Linked DNA regions of Rattus norvegicus: region 2 is linked to region 1. Evidence: chromatin contacts called from public Hi-C data. All regions are on one chromosome and are shown on one strand. The core of a region is the stretch at or near the end of the contact, and the rest is flanking DNA. Distances in the headings are between cores, read along the strand shown.

Evidence for each region. Hi-C and Micro-C count contacts between places; a contact is called where the count stands out from the background.
Region 2: a Hi-C map of Schwann cells shows a contact between it and region 1, with 3 times the contacts expected there. The contact joins two enhancer-like sites. A contact is called at or near these places in 5 of 12 Hi-C or Micro-C datasets (the A7r5 cell line, the Rat2 cell line, Schwann cells and 2 more) and 1 of 1 datasets of contacts at active chromatin or transcription factors (oligodendrocytes).

What each region holds. Positions count from the first base shown.
Region 1 is chr15:22,618,026-22,621,951 of GRCr8, forward strand. It overlaps a transcript of Samd4a not described here. Among named protein-coding and RNA genes, the nearest start is that of Cgrrf1, 52 kb to the left of the region's middle. Within about 2 kb of position 1,831, at least 3 of the 93 cell types and tissues checked have an H3K27ac peak or open chromatin away from gene starts, as enhancers often do. A contact at or near this core is called in Schwann cells, where this site is marked.
Region 2 is chr15:22,740,988-22,744,931 of GRCr8, forward strand. Samd4a (sterile alpha motif domain containing 4A) reads left to right here. Exons shown (of 12, transcript NM_001399774.1): 2 at 1,221-1,739. The coding sequence starts at 1,328. Among named protein-coding and RNA genes, the nearest start is that of Samd4a, 16 kb to the left of the region's middle. Within about 2 kb of position 2,129, at least 9 of the 93 cell types and tissues checked have an H3K27ac peak or open chromatin away from gene starts, as enhancers often do. A contact at or near this core is called in Schwann cells, where this site is marked.

The DNA.
Region 1 (3,926 bases), core at 581-3,080:
AGTGGAGAGGATTTTTCTCCCCAAGAAAGTAGCTGTCAAGTCAGTAGGCAAAGCAATTAAATGTACGATATAGAAATAAGGGCCTTCATTCAGGCACCTTATAACTTAACAAACAAAGAGAATTAAAATTATGTCTGCTTTTGAGGCACATTTCATAATTTTTCTCTTTTAAACTTAATGGGGTTGGGGATTTAGCTCAGTGGTAGAGCGCTTGCCTAGGAAGCACAAGGCCCTGGGTTTGGTCCCCAGCTCCAGAAAAAAAGAACCAAAAAAAAAAAAAAAAAACAAAAAAACAAAAAATAAAAACTTAAAAACATTGTGCAAAACATCTACCAATTTGTGCTGCTAAATGATATAGAAATATAAAATACGAAACCGTTGCGTATGATAGGAAACATTTTCCAGCTTATGGGTTCATCTTTCCACCTAAATATTTCACCTACCTAGAGACCCTTTGCCCTTGATTTGCTGTGAGGCAGTGTGTAGAGGGAGGCGAGTGATGGTTTCCAATCAGACGGTGGAGGATAGAAAGTATCCAGAGGTGTCAAAGCAAACCTGTTGCACTTCTCTTCTCTGCACTTAGCCAGGGACCAGGAAGCAGAGGTAAAAGAATGTGGTTAGCAGCCAGAGAAGATGGTATAAAATAGGTAGAAAACGTTGGCTTTCTCGAAACACACCATTTTTCTAGGTACAACTCTTTTTTCTTTCTTTCCCTAACGTAGGACCTCTTTTAGCCTAGCCGAGCCTCAAACTTGCTGTGTTAGGCACCTTTAACTTCTAATCTTCCTAAGGACTAGGAGTAGAGGTTCCTGCTATCACACTGGCTTATGTGGTGCTGGGGATGAAACTCAGGGCCTTGTGTGTGTGAGGTGAGCACTCTGTCGAACTGAATTACATCCCCAAGTGCATACAACCTTTAAAATTTTTACACACTAATCCATGTCATCACATATTTAGAAGCGGTTGCAAAACTTCTCTAGCCGTCAGTGAGAAGTGACTCCAAAGACAGACAGAAAGGAAAGACAGAACAATGATATCTCTAGATGTAGCCCTGAAGCCTTGGGATTACTAAGGCAATCACCCTTTACCAACTCTCTCGTTTTCCCCGCACAATCATATAAAGCAGTGGTTGCTGTCTACAGTGTAAGCAGCTAAATATCACAAGGTACCTTTTAAAAAAATATTCCTTAAGAAGACAAGAAAATGTTCAGCGTACGTGAGGAATGTTTACAGCCGAGGTAATTAACCTCCAATCTGTTCTGGTGTGCTTCAATGATTCGGTTAGCTAGGCTGGGCCGAGTGACTCATTCATTGAGTGGCTCAGATTTCCCAGATCCTAGTTGTCCTGTGTTGTTTCTTTTGTAATCAACAATTAAAACACACACACACACACACACACACACACACACACACACACACACACACACACAGTTCTTTTAGTGCTTGGAGGTTTTAAAACTCTGTCGATGAGACTCAAATTTGTATCTGAGGCTCTTTTATTTTTTATTCTCATGAGAAAAATTTCCCATGCACTGACTTTGAATAGGCTGCACGTTGAACGTGGTTCCTTGAAGATCTGTGGGTATCTTCTGTTCTAGCTTCTCATCCCCTTAGCCTTATTAAGAATCTAGTGATTCACAGGTTCAGTCTTTACCTTAGGTTCAAGGCCACCAGAGATCCAAAGGAAGTAGCTGACTTGGTTTCTACGGTAGCTCTGCTGTGGAATGCCCCTGAAGGTCTAAAGGCTTGAATTCCAGAGTCTGGTGGGAGCCTTCAAAGAGAGGACAGTGGGGCCTGCCCCTTCTTCTCCTTGGCGCTCTGCCCTTCGCTTTGCCGTGATGTATCACCATGGGCCCAAGGCAACAAGACCAACTAACTGTGGACCGAAACCTCCCACTCTATGAGGCAGAACAAACCCTTTCTCTTTGTAAATTGATCACTGCTGGCATTGTGTGTTGCAGTTACAGAAAGCTGACTAGCGTAGTTCCCGTGTATTTGTGTGACTGTTTTGACCTTTTCACAGCAGACTTAGTCAAGGATGGGCGGTCACGTCCTCTCTTTAAGTAACAGCTTGTTTTTGGGACTCTTGGGCCCAATGTGAACTAGTTGCTCCTCTTCCTTGGTAGGGTCGGCTTCTGGGACTATCCAGGTACTTCAATATTAACGTAATGACAAAAGTGGAATTCCACAAATTCACTCGAAGTTTTGGGGAAAAAAAGTCACGTCACACTGCTCCTGACTTTTTGTCATTTGCATTATGTTTGTTGGTGAAAAGCAGATGGTAAGTCAAGATCTACAAGCTAACCCATAAAGACACTTTTTAAAAAATTATTTAATGTATGAGTGAATGTTTTGCTGCATATACATCTGCCTGCCTGAAGGGGCATCGGATCTCCCGATAGATGGTTGTGAGCCACCATGTGTGGTTGCTGGGAATTGAACTCAGGACCTCTGGAAGAGCAACCGGTGCTCTTAACCGCTGAGCCATCTATCCAGCCCTCATAAAGACTTTTATTCACAAATTGCACATATTCTGAGGGGATACACTATGCACATATTATGGGTGCTTGTATAAGTTAATGTCTAAAAGAAAAATTGTTGCATGCCTCTAATCAAACAAGAGAGATGTTGGGGTCATAGGAAGTGGCGGTGCTTGAGATGAGACTGGCTGGCAGTAGGAGGGCATTGGTGTACCTGCTCACATTGGTCGGTGAAGATGCTGGTTCTGTGGGTTTCCACAGTGTGGCTATGCTGTTTTCTCTCCCCTCTTGACTTCTTCTATCACAAATGGAGTAAAAGGAGAACAGCAGAGGAGGTTTTCTTGATAATATATTCGTTACAGTTTTTCTGTTCATTTATTCATTCAACAAACACTTTACAACTGCCTGCCATTTTTCTGGCCCAATGTTATGCAGTGGGGATACAGAGATAACCCTCTGCATTCCAGTGCCTGGCCCATGATAGATATTTTCAGTGCTGAGTGAATAACTAGTTCACCAAACGTGCTGGAGCATAGGTATAGTCAGAAAACATATGGAGAGGCATGCTGGGGGCGGCGTGAATACAGCAGCAAGTGGTTCCGGCAAGGTGGAGAGGAATTCACTGAGCTGGACCTGGATGGAGCTGGATCTTGAATGGCAAATATGGTCGGCATAAAGACAATTATAATGAGAAGGCAAAACAACACTTCCACAGCAGAGAGGATAGCACGCGTGCGACTGTTCTGGTGAGGCAGTGCATGTAGAGTGGCTGAGTTCAAAGATGTGCAAGTTAAAAACAGAAATGGTATGTGTGCTTGGCGTGGCCAGCCAAGGGGGGACTTAGAATTCATTCTGCAGAGGTGACTAAAAGCCGTCGTGGATTCAGGGGCAGGGGGATGCTGGGAAGAAAGAGGGAAGGGAATGGGTGTTAGGAAGGATGTGTATGGTACAAGTACCATAGACTGCATGATGTGTTTGATGTGTCTGTGTGTCTTGTGTGGATGTGTGGTATGTGCAACATGCATGGTGTGTAGGCATGTGTGAGTAGTGTGATGTGTGGATTTGTATGTAGAATGGTCAGGGTAGTGTGTGTGTGTTATGTATATGTAATGTAGTATATGGACAAGTGACATTTTGGGGTATGGTATCATGGTGTAGCTGGTGTATTTAGTATGTGGCATATTGGTAGTATGGTATATATGTGATAAATATGACTGGTCTGTGCTATGTGTATGGCTCATATATGATGTGTGTTCTGTGTGTGTGTGTGTTATGTATGGTGCAGGGTGTAAATGGTGTGGCATTTAAGTCTGTATGTATGGTATGGGTAGTATAGGGTGTATGGTGGATGTATGTTGTACATATGTGAGTTCTGTGATGTGTGGTTGTATGAATGGCATGTAGGAATGTGGATATATATGTATATACACACACTATGGGTGTGAG
Region 2 (3,944 bases), core at 879-3,378, 120 kb after region 1:
TCTGCTGTCCTTGCACACACACATGCACATGTGCCACATTCACTCATACATCAAAACCAATAAAATTTTTAAATTAAAAACGAAGTGTTAATACAACCGCACACAGAGACCTTTGCAGAAAGATGAATAACCTACCATTGTGTGGCTTCCAGGGCGTCCCTGGAGCTGTACGGCTCCTTTGCTCCGATATTTCCTTATAAGGAGGCTGCAGCTCTCAACACTAAGATTCGGGGACCGTGGTGTTGGGTCCCTTTTCCTGACATGTTCTTCTGTGTACGAAGTTGAACCAGCTTCACACACATCCCTTCTCCAGCACTTGCAGTCGATGTCTGGAGTGGAGAGGCAGCTTCGCTCCAAGAATTCCTTCATGCGGACCCTCAGTTGATGCAAATTTTATCACGCTCGGCCCCTGTCTATCTAGGGTTGTGCCTAGTCTTGTCTAAGAAGGAAGACGGGGCTGTCGATTCTCGTTGGTTGGACCCAAGTAGTCATCTCTTTGACAGTTAAGCATTTGTTAGTTTTAAGATTTAGATTTTTTATTTTATGTTTTATTATATATATTAATATATTATATGTATAATACATATGCATAATAAAATATCCCATATTTTATTATAAAATGGAGATTGAGTCTATTCTATGGATATGTGTGTGCCTGCATGTATGTCTGGGCACCATGTGTGTTTATGGTACCTGAGAGAGTGAGAGGACAGTGTCAGGTCCCCTGGGACTGGAGTTATTGGCAGCTGTGAGCTGAGTGCTGGGAATTAAGTACAGGCTCCCTGGGAAAGCAGCCAGTGGTCTCAACCACTGAGCCGTGTCTCCAGCTCTAAGGATCTGAGAGGAGGTTTTATGTAGTTCATGCCGCCTCAGACTTCCTAAGTAGTGGTGGATGGCCTTGAACTTCTGAGCCTTCTGTCTCCACCTTCCACGTACACCAAGAACACCTGTAATCAGTGCTCACTGTGATAGTCAGATTTTATTCAGTGCAAAGGATCACGCATTCTCCCGGCTGCCCTCTCTAGGAAGTCTTGACCTGTACCTCATTGAAGTCCCCGGCCCCTACGAGCCTTTAAGCCAGTGAACCCGAATTGTATGCAGCTGAAAACATTCAGCCAGGGTTCCGAAGCAGGGGCCCCGAGCCACAGAAACGTAGAGTGCGGTGTTTTGTGTGACCGTGGGTGTATTTGCTCATGTGTCATGTGTACTTTCCCTTTCAGGAATCATTAACCAATGGCAACAGGAATCCAAGGATAAAGTGATTTCCCTTCTGCTAACTCACCTGCCTTTGCTGAAGCCAGGAAACCTCGACGCGAAAGTAGAGTATATGAAACTGCTGCCCAAGATCCTGGCACACTCTATCGACCATAACCAGCACATTGAGGAGAGCAGGCAGCTGCTGTCCTATGCTTTGATCCACCCTGCCACTTCCCTGGAAGACCGCAGTGCACTAGCCATGTGGCTGAACCACTTGGAGGACCGCACATCCACCAGCTTCGGTAGTCAGAACCGAGGCCGCTCGGACTCTGTGGATTACGGACAGACCCACTACTATCACCAAAGACAGAACTCTGAGGACAAGCTCAATGGCTGGCAGAACTCTCGGGATTCTGGGATTTGCATCAGCGCCTCCAACTGGCAGGACAAGAGCCTGGGCTGTGAGAACGGCCACGTGCCCCTGTATTCTTCCTCGTCTGTCCCCGCCACGATCAACACGATTGGAACCAGCACAAGTACGAGTAAGTCCCCTGGAACCCCGTTAACGCATTTCTGGTTTGGTGATTTGCTGTGTGTGGCACGTCCTGCTGACATGGTCTGCTCTGAGCACCCTTGTAACCCTGGGAGAAGGAGGGCTGGTGGCACTCGGCTATGGGAGAGGGCTCTTTGGACCCGGTATTTGCCGCTCTTTGGCTCTGGAAAGATGAAAATTCTGGGCAGGTTAAAATGATGGATGGTCCAGATTTGAGGTTTAGACAGATCAAAAATAAAAAAATGAGAGGAAAGAGAGAGAGTCAATGGTGAAAGAAGGAACCATTCTGTTTCCACAAATAAAAATGCCTTTCACCCTGGGGCTCAGGGATTTGCAGACACTGAGTTACTGTGTGCTTCTCAGAACCTGATGTTAACCCATGGTAGACCAGACAGCTCAGCCTCACGGCTTCATGCTCTGTCCTCCTCCTCTTCCCACTCCTCCTCTCACTCCTCCTCCTCCCTCCTCTTCCCACTCCTCCTCTCACTCCTCCTCCTCCCTCCTCCCACTCCTCCTCCTCCTTCCTCCCACTCCTCCTCCTCCTTCCTCCTCCTCCCTCCTCCCACTCCTCCTCCTCCTTCCTCCTCCCTCTTCCATGTTCTATCCTCCTCTTCTTCTTCCTCCTCATCCTCTTCCTCCTCTCCTGCTCCTCCTCCTTCCTCCTCATCCTCCTCCTCCTTCTCCTCCTCACTCCCTCCTCCTCCTGCTCCTCCTCCTGCTTCTCCTCCTCCTCTTCTTCCTCCTCCTCCTCACTCCCTCCTCATCCTCCTGCTTCTCCTCCTCTTCCTCCTCCTCCTGCTCCCCCTCTTCCTGCTTCTCCTCCTCCTCCTCTTCTTCCTTCTCCTCCTCTTCATCCTCATCCCCCTCTTCTTCCTCCTCTTCCTCCTCCTCCTCCTCCTCACTCTCTCCTCATCCTCCTTCTTTCTTTTTGTATGTATATAAAAAAAATCACGTGGACTATCCTCTTGCATTTTCTGGTTGAACCCAGTTGGTTGGGTGGCCCCCAGCAGGAGGAGCAGGTTTGCTGACTGAGAATCCTGCTTTGTGCTGTGAGCTAATGTGAGTGCTGTGGGTCTCTTCTCACTCAGTCTAACATGTTGTGAAAAGAGGGTCAGGAGATACCCTGTGGAAAGAGAGAGCAAATGACAACCTCCTCACTCTTTTGACCACTCTATACTGGGCATGAGGGCTTGGAGTCCTTTCTACGGTATCTGACTTAGGCCAAGCAAGGTGGCCAACCTTCACTCGTGCCTGTATGTAGCAGCGCTGGGGGTGGGTGACTCCCATCGAACAGCTTTCCCTAGTGCTGGCTTGCACATATCTGAGACTGTTGTGGCACTTCCAAGATAACTAACTCTAAGCTTTCTTAGGGGAAAAGTTTTGCAATTGAACCCAATGTACCTGCCAACACGCAGGTAAACCAGAAGAGGAGCTGAGGGTGTAGAGAGGCCTAGCATGTGTGAGACCTGCACCCCAGCACCATAAACAGATTGGAGGGGGGATAAGAGAAGCTTTAAAATGAGCAGGGATGCCTTGGCCTCTCCTCAAATCTTTTGGCTGCTAGACCTTTTTAAAATAGCTTTTTCAAATAGCTAAGAACAAATCATAGCTGCGTTAGTCCGACAGCACATTGCTAGAATATTTCAACATAGAAGACCATACTCTTCTTGGAGCACAATCTAAGTCATTCTTTGTTTTTTTTTTTTTTAACTTTTATCTATAAGTAACTTGAACAGTTGTGAGATGGGAGGGACTTAGGAATCTCTTAGTGTCCTTTACAGACCGGTGATCCAGCAAGAACAACTTCGACCAGCCTCTGTGTACCAAAGAATGGCTGAGACTACAGCTGATGGGAAGGTCTGTTAGCCTGGGTTTTCTGGGTGAGTGACAGGGTCCAGTTATGGTCACAAAAGGCCTTGACGGCCTCAAGCAACCCGTCATCGTCTTTATCTGCTTGTATAGTCTGTGCCATTCACCCTGAACTCAGTCTCAGACCCTCGCACATTCCCTTTTGCAGATTGACCTACTCAGGGTCAGGTCTTACAACCTTGACACGTTGAACATGCTCAGCGGATTGGAGTTGGTAATCCCACTCCCTCGCTCAGTGACTGCGCAGACTAACAGGGAAGGCATTATAGATGGCTGCCATGACTGTCTTGATGTGGGAAGCCTTGTGTACTTGAGCTGCAAAGGA